3 separate regions of the Mus musculus genome follow, and regions 1 and 3 are each linked to region 2. A link is a contact called in public HiChIP or PLAC-seq and Micro-C data. All regions are on one chromosome and are shown on one strand. The core of a region is the stretch at or near the end of the contact, and the rest is flanking DNA. Distances in the headings are between cores, read along the strand shown.

What was found. A called contact is a pair of places that touch in the nucleus more often than the background predicts. HiChIP or PLAC-seq counts read pairs in DNA pulled down with a chosen protein or histone mark.
Region 1: a contact with region 2 is called in a Micro-C map of muscle stem cells, with 2.6 times the contacts expected there. The contact joins the promoter of Pakap here to the promoter of Ptpn3 in region 2. A contact is called at or near these places in 2 of 39 promoter capture datasets (cranial neural crest and maxillary cranial neural crest) and 1 of 484 Hi-C or Micro-C datasets (muscle stem cells).
Region 3: an H3K4me3 HiChIP or PLAC-seq map of bone marrow-derived macrophages shows a contact between it and region 2, with 4 times the contacts expected there. The contact joins the enhancer-like site here to the promoter of Ptpn3 in region 2. A contact is called at or near these places in 1 of 39 promoter capture datasets (cranial neural crest), 12 of 484 Hi-C or Micro-C datasets (the Ba/F3 cell line, brown adipocytes, cerebral cortex and 2 more), 15 of 115 datasets of contacts at active chromatin or transcription factors (the NIH/3T3 cell line, bone marrow-derived dendritic cells, bone marrow-derived macrophages and 6 more) and 4 of 9 other capture datasets (adipose tissue, embryonic stem cells, liver and 1 more).

What each region holds. Positions count from the first base shown.
Region 1 is chr4:57,566,384-57,570,182 of GRCm38.p6, forward strand. Pakap (paralemmin A kinase anchor protein) reads left to right here and starts at 1,447. Exons shown (of 11, transcript NM_001384150.1): 1 at 1,447-1,560; 2 at 1,987-2,032. The coding sequence starts at 1,988.
Region 2 is chr4:57,298,976-57,302,409 of GRCm38.p6, forward strand. It overlaps Ptpn3 (protein tyrosine phosphatase, non-receptor type 3), which reads right to left and starts at 1,394. Exons shown (of 26, transcript NM_001384115.1): 1 at 1,306-1,394. It overlaps Gm12536 (a long non-coding RNA gene), which reads left to right and starts at 764. Exons shown (of 3, transcript XR_003955208.1): 1 at 764-1,335; 2 at 2,796-3,434.
Region 3 is chr4:57,026,597-57,029,978 of GRCm38.p6, forward strand. It overlaps Epb41l4b (erythrocyte membrane protein band 4.1 like 4b), which reads right to left. Exons shown (of 25, transcript NM_001355492.1): 19 at 1,013-1,080. Among named protein-coding and RNA genes, the nearest start is that of Gm34738, 22 kb to the right of the region's middle. Within about 2 kb of position 1,580, at least 38 of the 459 cell types and tissues checked have an H3K27ac peak or open chromatin away from gene starts, as enhancers often do. A contact at or near this core is called in bone marrow-derived macrophages, where this site is marked.

The DNA.
Region 1 (3,799 bases), core at 197-2,696, 270 kb after region 2:
CCCTGCCTAACGTGCATTTTCCTTTGCTCTAGCGTCTCTCAAGTCTAATATTCCCTTGATAGCCAGGCACTCTACACCCTTTCTAATCTAAAGATCCTTCTCTCTGTTGACCACCTTCCTGTTCCTTCTACACTTCCTAAGATCCGGGAAAGGTTGTTGATGCCCCAGCATACTTTCCACTTTGTATAGTTTCTTATGCCCCCCTAAACAGTTCCTGCTCTGGAGTGACTGCTCTCTGCTCCTCAGTCCTGAAGCCTACAGCTTCTCCTCCGCCTACTTTGTCCTGAACCACACAGAAGCACATGACCCCGATACAATTTCCTGTCCTCTTGCTGTGGCTTTTGGAGTAAGTCCTCCAGTTTTTCCTTCTGCTCTTCGGATCTTCTACTTCATCTGTGTCCTTGGCTGACTTTCTCCCTGGTTTGCGCTCTCATTTTGGCTACTTTCAGCTCTTTAGCCGTGACTAGCAAGGTGATTGCACTGAGAGCACTGTGTCCCAACCCCAATTCTTCTGCTTTTACGTTCAGATCTTTACAAATGGTGGCCCTTGAAGAGTCTCTTAGGCTCCTTTCCTTCCTTACCTCCACTTCCATCTCTCTTTGTGAAAACGAAATGGTGTGAAATATACATAGTATGCAATGCGCTGTTTTAGCCGTTTTACAGTATACAGTTTGGTGACTTTAAGTTCATTCACCCCCTTTGCCGCCATCATTCCTGCCCCCACTCTGACTCCCAAGAATCTGACTGACTCAATATAGGCTAGGCGAGCACTCGACAACTGAGCTGGATTCCTAGCCTCCATCACCCATCTCTCCGTTTGCTGCCTTTTTAATACATAGCTATATGGGAAAGGACTATTTCTTGTTAGCATGTTTTTTTCTTGGGGCCTGTGCTGTCATCACTTCCCGGTCATCAGAGGAGCTTAGTTTAGTGCCTGACCTGAAGCTTGTGGGCTTCCCTCATATTACAGGGGCTCCCATCACCACTTGGCTTTTACGTGGGTGCTGGGAATATAAACTTCAATCCTTATCCTTAATTGCTTTACCCACTGAGTTATCTCCCCATGCTCCTAGCCACAATCATTTTTAAGGATGTCTCTGCCAGGTCATTTGCAATCCTTCTCTTTTTTTCAGATAAGAAAACTGGGGCTCAGAGTGATTTAGTTGTCCAGGAAGACACCCAGGGCTTCAAACTCTGAGCTGTTTCTGTTGGTGTGTCACCAGAAGGGTGACCTATCTGGTGATACGCCCCTGCCCTTGAGGGTACTACTATCTAAAGCACGTGGACAAGACAGCATTTATCTGTTGGAAATGTCCCCAGGTGGAGCCCAAGCATCTGGAGCCAGTTAGAAGGAGCTGGGGATAGTGGGTGGCCGTAGCCGGCCTGTAAGGACACGTGCTGGGGCTTGCGTTCTGCCAAAGGCCCCTTCTGCTGGCATCTTTGCTCAGAGCAGAGGCGCCGCCTGGTCTTGTCTAGACCCAGAGCGTAGCGCGCGCGGCCACCAAGGCGCACCAGCTGTGCGCCCCCCAACCCCCAGCTCACTAATCACAAGCGCCCCAGGTGCCCCACTCGCGAGCGACGGCGGCAGCCACGGGTCCCCCACACCCCAGGGGCGGAGCGAGGCGCGGAGACGTCAGGGCGGGGACCTAGTGCTGCGGAGCGCGCTCTCCCGGAGGCTCCCGGCGGCCCACGTTCCCGGCTGGCGCGGCCGGTGGTGGCGGTGGCGGTTGAGACTGGGATCTTGCAGTTCGCGGCGGCGCTGGGGCGCAGCCAGGCGGCCGCGCCGGTGGAGACGGAGGCTGAGCTCTGAGCCAGCCGTGCGCGCAGCTTTGCCCGCCCCCCCCCCCAGGAGCAGACCCCACGCGCCCTTAGGCTGTCCCCGGGGTCGAGTTGAGCTCCCCACGGGTGCCCTTTTATCTCCTTGGGTGACTACAGCGTGTGTTTTGTTTTTCTTCCTTTTTCCCCTGCCCGTGTGCCCTTCTCCAGGATGGCAGAGGCGGAATTGCACAAGGAGAGGCTGCAAGCCATAGCAGTAAGTCCACTTTTCATTTCATTTTCTTGCTCTATTGTCTGGGGTGGACGGGGACCTGTAGGCTCAGGGCCAGGGACATGCCAGCCTGGTAGCCTCCGGCCCTGTGCTGGGGTGAAAGTCTGTCCAGGCTTAGCGACGCTGCCTTTTGCCTTTTATATGTCTGTAGACTAAACCCCTGGGGGCACACTTGGGACTAGGAAGATTTGAACATGGAAAATTGGCTTAGGAATAAGATGCTTGCTGCCGCGCGCTTTAGGGATAGACTAAACGGTGGTGTGTGTGTGTGTGTGTGTGTGTGTGTGTGTGTGTTGCGGGAACTCCTGGAATATTATTACCCAGTACCCTTAAGCATGTTGCCTTCCAACTCCAGAGAAGGGAGAGAGTGGTGGCCCATGGTGGCTATCTTCCTCTTCCTAGCCAGCTATCCAGCCAGCAGCCACCTGAGTGGTAGAACGTCCCCCAGAATCCAGGAGTGCCCGTTTTCTTCCTCTGTTTGACATTAACAAGGGCTCTGGCACAGGCCACCACCCTAGAAAGGGAAGAGGCGTCTTACAGCTGGGGATTGGAAGTAATATTTCAGGAGAGTCTCTTTCTTATGGGTGTGGATTATCTGAAAACCATTGGCTCGGCATACAAAAGAGCATCCGGCTTTGGCAAAGTTCTGCACTTACAGAGTACTGTACCATGTGCATCTTGGGTTGGGACAAGCGCTGTCTGACACTGCCTCAGTCGGAGAGGCCTTGCTGGTTCTGCCAGTGTTCCACAGATGTGGTTTTCACTGGAGCCACCACAGCTGGATTATATATTTCCTCTGCGGATGAGGGAATGGTTACTGGCGCTCTATGAAATAATGGCAAATTAAAGGAGGTCTGCTAGGATGTTGGCACAAAAGAATCTGCAGACATTCTTTCACCTAAGTACTTTTTCCCCTGTGCTCCAAGAGTTCCCTGGAAACACATAAATTTGTTGGAGAAATACTGTGTAATGTTTTGGAAGCGACTGATGTATGAAAACGTTTTCAAATGCCTTTGGATGGTGGAGTCTTCATTGGCAAAGTGCATGCAGGCCTTTCTCATTTTAGTGACATTTGATGTGGACTCAGTAGCTCAGAGACCCCCTTTCTCAAACTCTTCTGATTATGCCTTAGGGAGAGAGCTGTGCGTATACAACTTGGCTTCTGACGCTGTCTTTGAACTTGATCCTTGGACTCAAGGAAGCTGTTTGTTCCTCTCTTCCCTTTCCACGCAGTGTGTGCACATTTTGATGGTTAATGGAGTTGCTCGCGGATTCTAAAGTCAGTGTCAGGGCAGTGTGGCTGTCTGTCTTGAATTTGCTCCGAATGGTGCCATGAAGCTGGAGGGTGTTTTGTGTCGCTGGATAAAGGGCTGCTTCAACTGTTGACAAGTGTCTGCTCCAGAGAACACTCGAGCACTCCCATGGACTGCTGATGGCCAATTGCAACAGTTGTCGCATTTTCTGCCTCTGCACGACCAGTGTCCCTGCATGCCTGAGGGACAGCTGACTCCACTGAAAGGACTCACTTTCTGAGCACTGTGCCAATAGTAGCTAACACGGGAGCCACCCCTTCCAAGTAGGCTTGAGTAATCTCAGCCACAGCCAAGGTGGTTTTCAAGAATGATCTAGGGGAACCCACAGTGTTCTCTTGAGCAGACAAGAAGGTAAACACCCACCTGTGCCTGTTCAGTTGTGGGACTGAGTTCATCCTGCGAATCTGAGGAGTTGTTGGGGAGTCCCAGGAATGGGGGG
Region 2 (3,434 bases), core at 144-2,643:
TTTTGGGCACTCTGTAATGCACAAGGAGCAGCCACCACAAAGAACGATCAAACCCGCTGTGAGAAGCTAAGAGACCCCCGCTCCCCAATCCAAAAACATAAGGTTAAGCATGAGAGCTTTGCAGAATATGCATCTTTTTCCCAACCAGGATTTCCAATTCATCCGCTTCGACATTTGCAAGATGGATCATCTTGCAAAAATAGTTCTTTCTGTGAGGCCCGAGTGTCAACTTCTGGAGTTTCGGAACTCACAAAGACTGCCATTAAACAAGAGCAGCTCACCACCGCTCTGTGGAGTTGCTTTTTTCAAAGCCTCAGCAGACGTTCTCCTGGGCACAAACACAGACCCAGAAAATGACTGCCTAATTCTACCTTCCTGACAAAATGGGAGCCATGAGGGTCTCTAACTGAATTAAAATCACATCACGCCAACTGCTCGCTTGCTTTATGCCGGGCACGGAGCCAAACACCTCCACACCATTTATCCTACTTAATCCACCACCAACCAGGCGAGGTGGGCATTATTGCTGCCTGCGTGCAGTGGAGGAAATGGAGGATCAGAGAGGTTAAACGACTCGTCCAAGGTCACCAGCTGGCCAAGGGGAAGAGCCCAACTTGAACCTAGGTCTAGAGTTTCCCAACCACAAGTTCCCTGTACCTTCACGGAACACCCAGGTGTCAAGTTATCTTAACTTCTCATGAATTTTTTAAAGGCAACCCTCAAGTTCGTAATAAGTTTAGGAGGCAGCAACCGGGGGCGGGGGTTTCCGGGCGCGCTCTCTCCCTGCACAACGCAGCAGTGTCACACCGCAAGTTACCAGAGAAGCCACCCCGGTCGCCCGCGGAACGGGGCGGATTGGTTTGGCACTGGAGTTCGTGCCAGGCCCAGGAAATGCCATCTTTGCAATCTGAAGGGGAATTCGCCCCGGGTGGCTGAGCTTCGGGGACCGCGGAGAGCTGGATCCCCGCAGCGGTGCGCCCCCTCTGCCGGGCTGCGGATACCTCGGCGCCAAGCCCAGGGCTCGGCCAGACTGGAGCGCACGCCCACGCCCGCGCCGCTGCGTCCAGAACGCCCAGCCTTTTGCCGCCCACGCCCGCGCCCCGCCCCAGCCCCGCCAGGTGATCCGGGCCTGCGCCCCCCGGATGCCCGACGTGGCGCGGAGACCTGGGGCTACCAGCTCAACCGCTAGTCCTCCCGCGTGTCCGCCGAGCCCCGGACCGGGTGGGGGTTGGGTAAGCCCCGCGTGTCCGCGATCGCAGCAGCCCGCGCTCCGACCCTCCCCGCAGAGGACCCAGTCTCCCATACCTGCAGCATCCGGGGGCGCGGGGCGCCCAGGTAGGTCGCGCGGGCGGGCGGCACTGAAGCTCGCTCGCGCCGCGACCTGGCCGCCGTCTGAGCATGCCCAGTGCAGCCCGCGGGCGGCTCCCGCCGGCCCGGCTGTGGCCGCGACGGGCCCGCGCGCGGGGCGGGGGACCCGGGACAGGGGCGGGCCCGGGGCAAACTCGTGGGACGCTGCCACTGGCCTCCGCAGACCACCTGCCAAACTCCCGCAGACCTCCAGGTCCCCTGGCTCACGCACGCAGCCATTCGTGCTTTTAGCATTTATTGAACACCTACTGTGTGCCTGGCTTTCCCGGATTGCATGCCTAAGAATGGCAAGGGCTTGGCGCTCAACGAATCTGAAATGACAGCGAGCCTTGCGCGGTGGCTTCGTGGCTGAGTTGGGGGTCTCGCTGACTCCAGCGGCTCCGTGGCTGAGTTGGGGGTCGCAGGGCTCCTTTGCTGGTCCTAGGACACCAGGCAGGTTAGCCCTTCCCAAAGCCTATAGGGCCCCTAGTGGCGGGCGTTCCAGCCGGCCTCTTCCGCCTCCTCCCACACCTGTCTTCCTGCGCTCCGACTGCACCTTCCTCCCCATCATACCCTCTGAACTTGACCCGCCTGGAGACCTTTACACTGCCTTTCCCTCGAGGTAGGACGTCTTTTGCCCTGCTTTGCTGGTGTTTCGAGCCCTCTCACCATTCAGGTGCCTCTTGTAGGAGAGACCTTTCTGGCTACCTTTCTAAATTAGCCCTGACCTCTTGCTCCCTCTCCAAGTCCATTACCGCACTCCAAGCATGTATCACTTATCCATTCAACAGTTACTTACGTTCTTCACACTTAATATATAGACAAAATCTCTGCCCCTTGTTGGGAGTTTAGAAGGGACTTTCTCGCAACAAACAACAGGTCCGTAAACAACGCAGGGTATTAGGTGATAAATTCTAAGAACAGGGGAAAGGAGCCAGGCAAGAAAGATAGGGGGTGGCCCGGTGAGAGCTGGTGGAACAACCAGATCAGGTGACAAATACCATTCAGTCACGCAGCTAAACAAGGAAGCTTTCTTGGGACGATAAAGCCGGTGCAAAAACAAAACAAAAACAAAAACAAAAAAACCTCAAAACAAAACGAGCGCAAGCTTTGTGCCCGTGAAACGGAAGGGCGAGCGGAGGGGCTGCTGGAGTATGTTGCCGGCTGTCTCTCGCGACTTAGATTTCCCCCTTAAGGAGTACCTCCCCTCTGTGTCAGCTCGGTAACTCCGCCTCTCAAGAGACCCAGCCTCTAAACGACGCTTGGCTTCCAGTAAGAACTAAAAACGTTTTGTTGAATGAATATGATAACAAAAGGATGGAGAGATGGTTAGGATTCTATGGTCGGACCTGGGTGCTAGATATCCCGAGAACCTTTTGTTCCCATGTCACCACGAGACCCTCAGCCGTGCCTGACTTCCTGGCTTAGATCCCGGTCTCTGTCCCAAGGTAGTGCACCGCTGCAGGCGCCGCCAGAACCTCGCGTCCGGGGAATTCCTACAGAGCCCGGAGTCCTAGGGGTTGCACTGTCCTGGCCCCGCCTAGGATCGCACGCAAAACCTGGAGCTCGGGCGCCAGGGCAGCACTTTTCGGAGTGGCGGGGAGAGCACTGGGCATGCTCGGAGCCATGGGAGCCCAGCGTCCGGAAGGAAGAACCCCCAGAGGGATTGGCGAAGCTGCCCACTGAGTCCCACCTGGCCGTCAGTCTTCTACTTCCCTGCAGGGAGTACTGGGTCACCCTCCTCCCCCAAGCATGGTGGGAAGACTTGAAATTCAGAGACAGCTGACTGAACACAGTGTCCTCTACCAGCTGCTGTGTGATCTGCTACCAAAGCCTTGCGCTCTCTGTGCCCTAAATAATACAAATGCCTACGCTTGGATCCGGGGGAGTGTGGGGAATTGAAAAAAAAAAAAAAAAAGAAAGAACGGGAATTTATTCAGTCCACCTTAAATGTTTTTTCCCCTTGATGAGGCTTGAATCCAGGGCTTTGCACACAGTAAGCACGAATGTCTTCCAGTGAACTAAGCCCTGTCCCAGACTCATTTCTTAAGTGCCTATCTCAATCATTCATCCATCATCCTTTAACA
Region 3 (3,382 bases), core at 330-2,829, 270 kb before region 2:
GATGGTGGGCAGAGTGGAAAGGGTCTTTTAGTTTTGCTTTTCCCAGTGCTGGGGACAGAACCTGGGCCCTTGTATATGTTAGAAAAGTACTCTCCAACTGACCTGGACCTCAGCCTGATAAGTCCCTGTAAAGCCCAGGAGGGACCCATACAGACTGCCATTAAGACAACATAGAGAAATGCTAGCTTTCGCTTTGAGCATTGAGTATAACCATTCCCTAGGATACCCAGGCATTCACTAAGATGCTTTTTCTGTCCTCCTTCCATTCTCATCCCCCCACCCCCAACCACACACACAGGATCTCAAGGACTAAGGTGGGACTCCAGAGTCTACTTCAATTCGTCTGGTTGGCGTGGTTGGGGATCGAACCCAGGGCCTTGAGCATGCTAGGCTCTCTACTACTGAGTTAACCTCTGCAGCCAGGACCTGGGATTGTCAATAAGAGACGCTGTTGTACATTTGAGGAAAGTACTCTGAGGAGCAGAGGATGGCAGACCACCAAAATGCCAATAAGACTGCCTTGGTGACATGTTGTCAGTTATTTGGGCTGAGGCGGGATTCCCCTGAGGCATGGGGTGTGGAGATAGTGGCTAAGAGGGTCAATGTGAATCCATGTGATTCCAGTCCTGACAAAGTTCAGAAATGAGAACCCAAGGAAGAGCATCGAACAGAAGCCAGACGGGGAAGGGTTCTCTTTCCTGTATTGTCAACGATGATGATGACGCCACTCTGGGAACTGAGGTCAGCTCTACATGGTCCAGAAACCACTCAAGGAGGCTGGGTTCTTTGCTAGCTCAGCGGGCAGTAATGTTAAGCTAGGAATAAGCAACAGGAAGTCTTTAAACTGGTTTCTTTGAGCCCCTATTCTCTCCCCTTTGTTTTCCCTCTCTACTTCTGTCACCCGGGTTGTCCCTCCTTCCCTCACCCCGGGCAGGGCGGTGGGGGTGGGGGTGGGGCAACACTTCCGACATAATGCAGTGTCATTTCCCCACTCAAACAAGAACCAACAGACCTGACATTGGTATCCTGGAGATTCGATTTCTTATTGATATTTACAAATGAGGGCTCCTCTTTTCCAATCTGTTAACGAAAACAAGTGAATCACATGTAAACAGCTTGGCATGTAAAAATGCTCTCAGGTCTTCTGCATCCAAAGGATTGTAGCAATAGGAAGGACCACAGAGGTTAATTCATTAGGTTGTCTAGTCAATCACAAAGTTATCCTGTTTTCACAGCAAATAACAACGACAAAAAAGTTTCCTTGAGTCATTTCTGCTACTGAGGCTTAAGGCGCGGAAACTGAACATTCAATCAACGCTTGCATTCATACTTTTATTGAGCACTTGCTATGTGTCAGCTCCTGCCTTAGTGAGAAAGGAAACGTGTGGGAAAAGCAACCCCACAGTTCAGTCCCTTCCGGCACTCTGTGTATCAAGAACGAGAATGGGCTACAGGTTTGCGTAGCATTTACAGTTACAGCTTTAAAAGGAACTTGGAGTCCTGTATATCAGAGGAGCAATCCCGGAAGGGATGATGTCATCTGATTTTAATACGAGTCTTGTCTTCCTTCCTCTGGTGAGTCCCTGAGAATGAAAAGGGAGGAAAGGACACCCACACAGCCAGCCGAATAGCATGTACACGGGCAGTCAGTGGGGAAGATGCCCCACCCAGAGCCCTTGTGTTCAGCCTCTGCTTTGAATGGACGCTCAGTAATGTCATGGAGACAGGGGGGTCGGGAGTGGGGTGGGGGGAGGACACAGCAGTCCACACACGAATCCAGAGACAGCTCCTGTCAGGGTCTTTTCTACAGCCAGAAACAAGACAGTACCTCTGGCTTCCTTTCCATACACCTGTGCTCTGTGCTGACCCCATAGGGAACTGGTGTTTAGCCCCTGGCAGGATGCTGGGCTGCATACAGCAGCTCTTCACCACAAACTCTCAAGCTACACCAACCCAGGGATTCCTAGGGTAGCTCCGGAGAACATTAGTTCGGGGGAGGAGAGTGGGAGCCATTTACAAAGTAGCCCGTGCCATTAGAAAGAAGGAAAATAGAGCAGGTTTCCTTGAGGACTTCTCAAAATCTATACGTGGCTAATATGCTGCTTTGGAGGGTGGGTGAGTGGGTGCATCCTTCCTACAGTGATGGGTGAGCACTGCAGGGCCAGCATTCCCGGCTTTACTGATCTCACGCCTTCCTCTCTCCTCTTCCACTATTTTCAGGGCCTTCCTTTTTATCTGTCTGAGCCAGTATATTTTTCTTTTCTTTGGGTCTATATCCCCTCCTTTTCCACACTTTCTCAAATGAATTATTTTTGACACATAGTACCTCTTCTATAGCAGAAACCTGGATCTTGCTCTGTGAGCGCAAGGCCTCTGGGAACACAGCAGACCTTCCTGATATGCATAACATCAACTTTATAGGCTATAAAACATGTACAGTTTTATTTGCTTGGTGATAGGACAAACAGCATATACAGAAATGACAGTGGGAGAGCAGGTAAGACAATCAGATGCGACTGAGACCTGAGACAGCTGAGGTTCACTTACTTACTATACTTATGTATATATGTGTGTGCTTGCGTGTGCACTTGCTCAGTACGCACATGGAGGCCGAAGGTTAACTTGGGGGAGCTGGCTCTCCCCTTCCACCATGTAGTTGCTAGGGATGGAACTCAGGTCACCGGAGTTGGCACCCACTGCCTTCATCCTTTGAGCTACCCTGCCAGCCCTGCAATCACTCAATTTGAGGCAAGGCGTCAACCTGGCTGTCCTGTAAAAAGTGCCAACTGCCATCACCCAGAGCAGTCAGTGTCCCCAACAATTCCCTAGCTTTAACCTGTGATTGTTCCTACCAGTATGTCCTGAGGTGATGTGAGACGCTCGTCAGGATCTCCGTGCTATTCTTTAATCTTAACAGTTACCTAGGGAGGTTGTTTTTAATTTGTTTTGTTTTGTTGGGTTTCTTTAATTTGTGAGTGTGTAATGTGTACGGGTGTATGGTGTATGTGTGTGTTCAGGTATGCAGGGCTAGAGAAAGGAGTCATGTGTCCTCCTTCATTACTATCTACCTTTGAGGGTCTCTTGTTGAACCTGGAGCTAGTGGCTTTTCAACCAGGCCGGTATCTAGCCAACCCCAGCAACCCTTCTGCCTCCCCAACAAGCTGAGATGACAGGTGTGGATGGGATCACACCTGGCTTGTATATGCATGCTGGGGTCCAAATTCCAATCTTCAAGCTTGCAAAGAAAAGGTTTTTAACCTCTGAGCTGTCTCTTCAGCCCCTTGTTGTCTGAAGCTGGTCTCTAGCTCTGGATCGTAGAGACTTTTCTGTATCAGCTTCCCAAGTGCCTGGGACTCCTGTGTATACTGCCAGACCCAGCTGA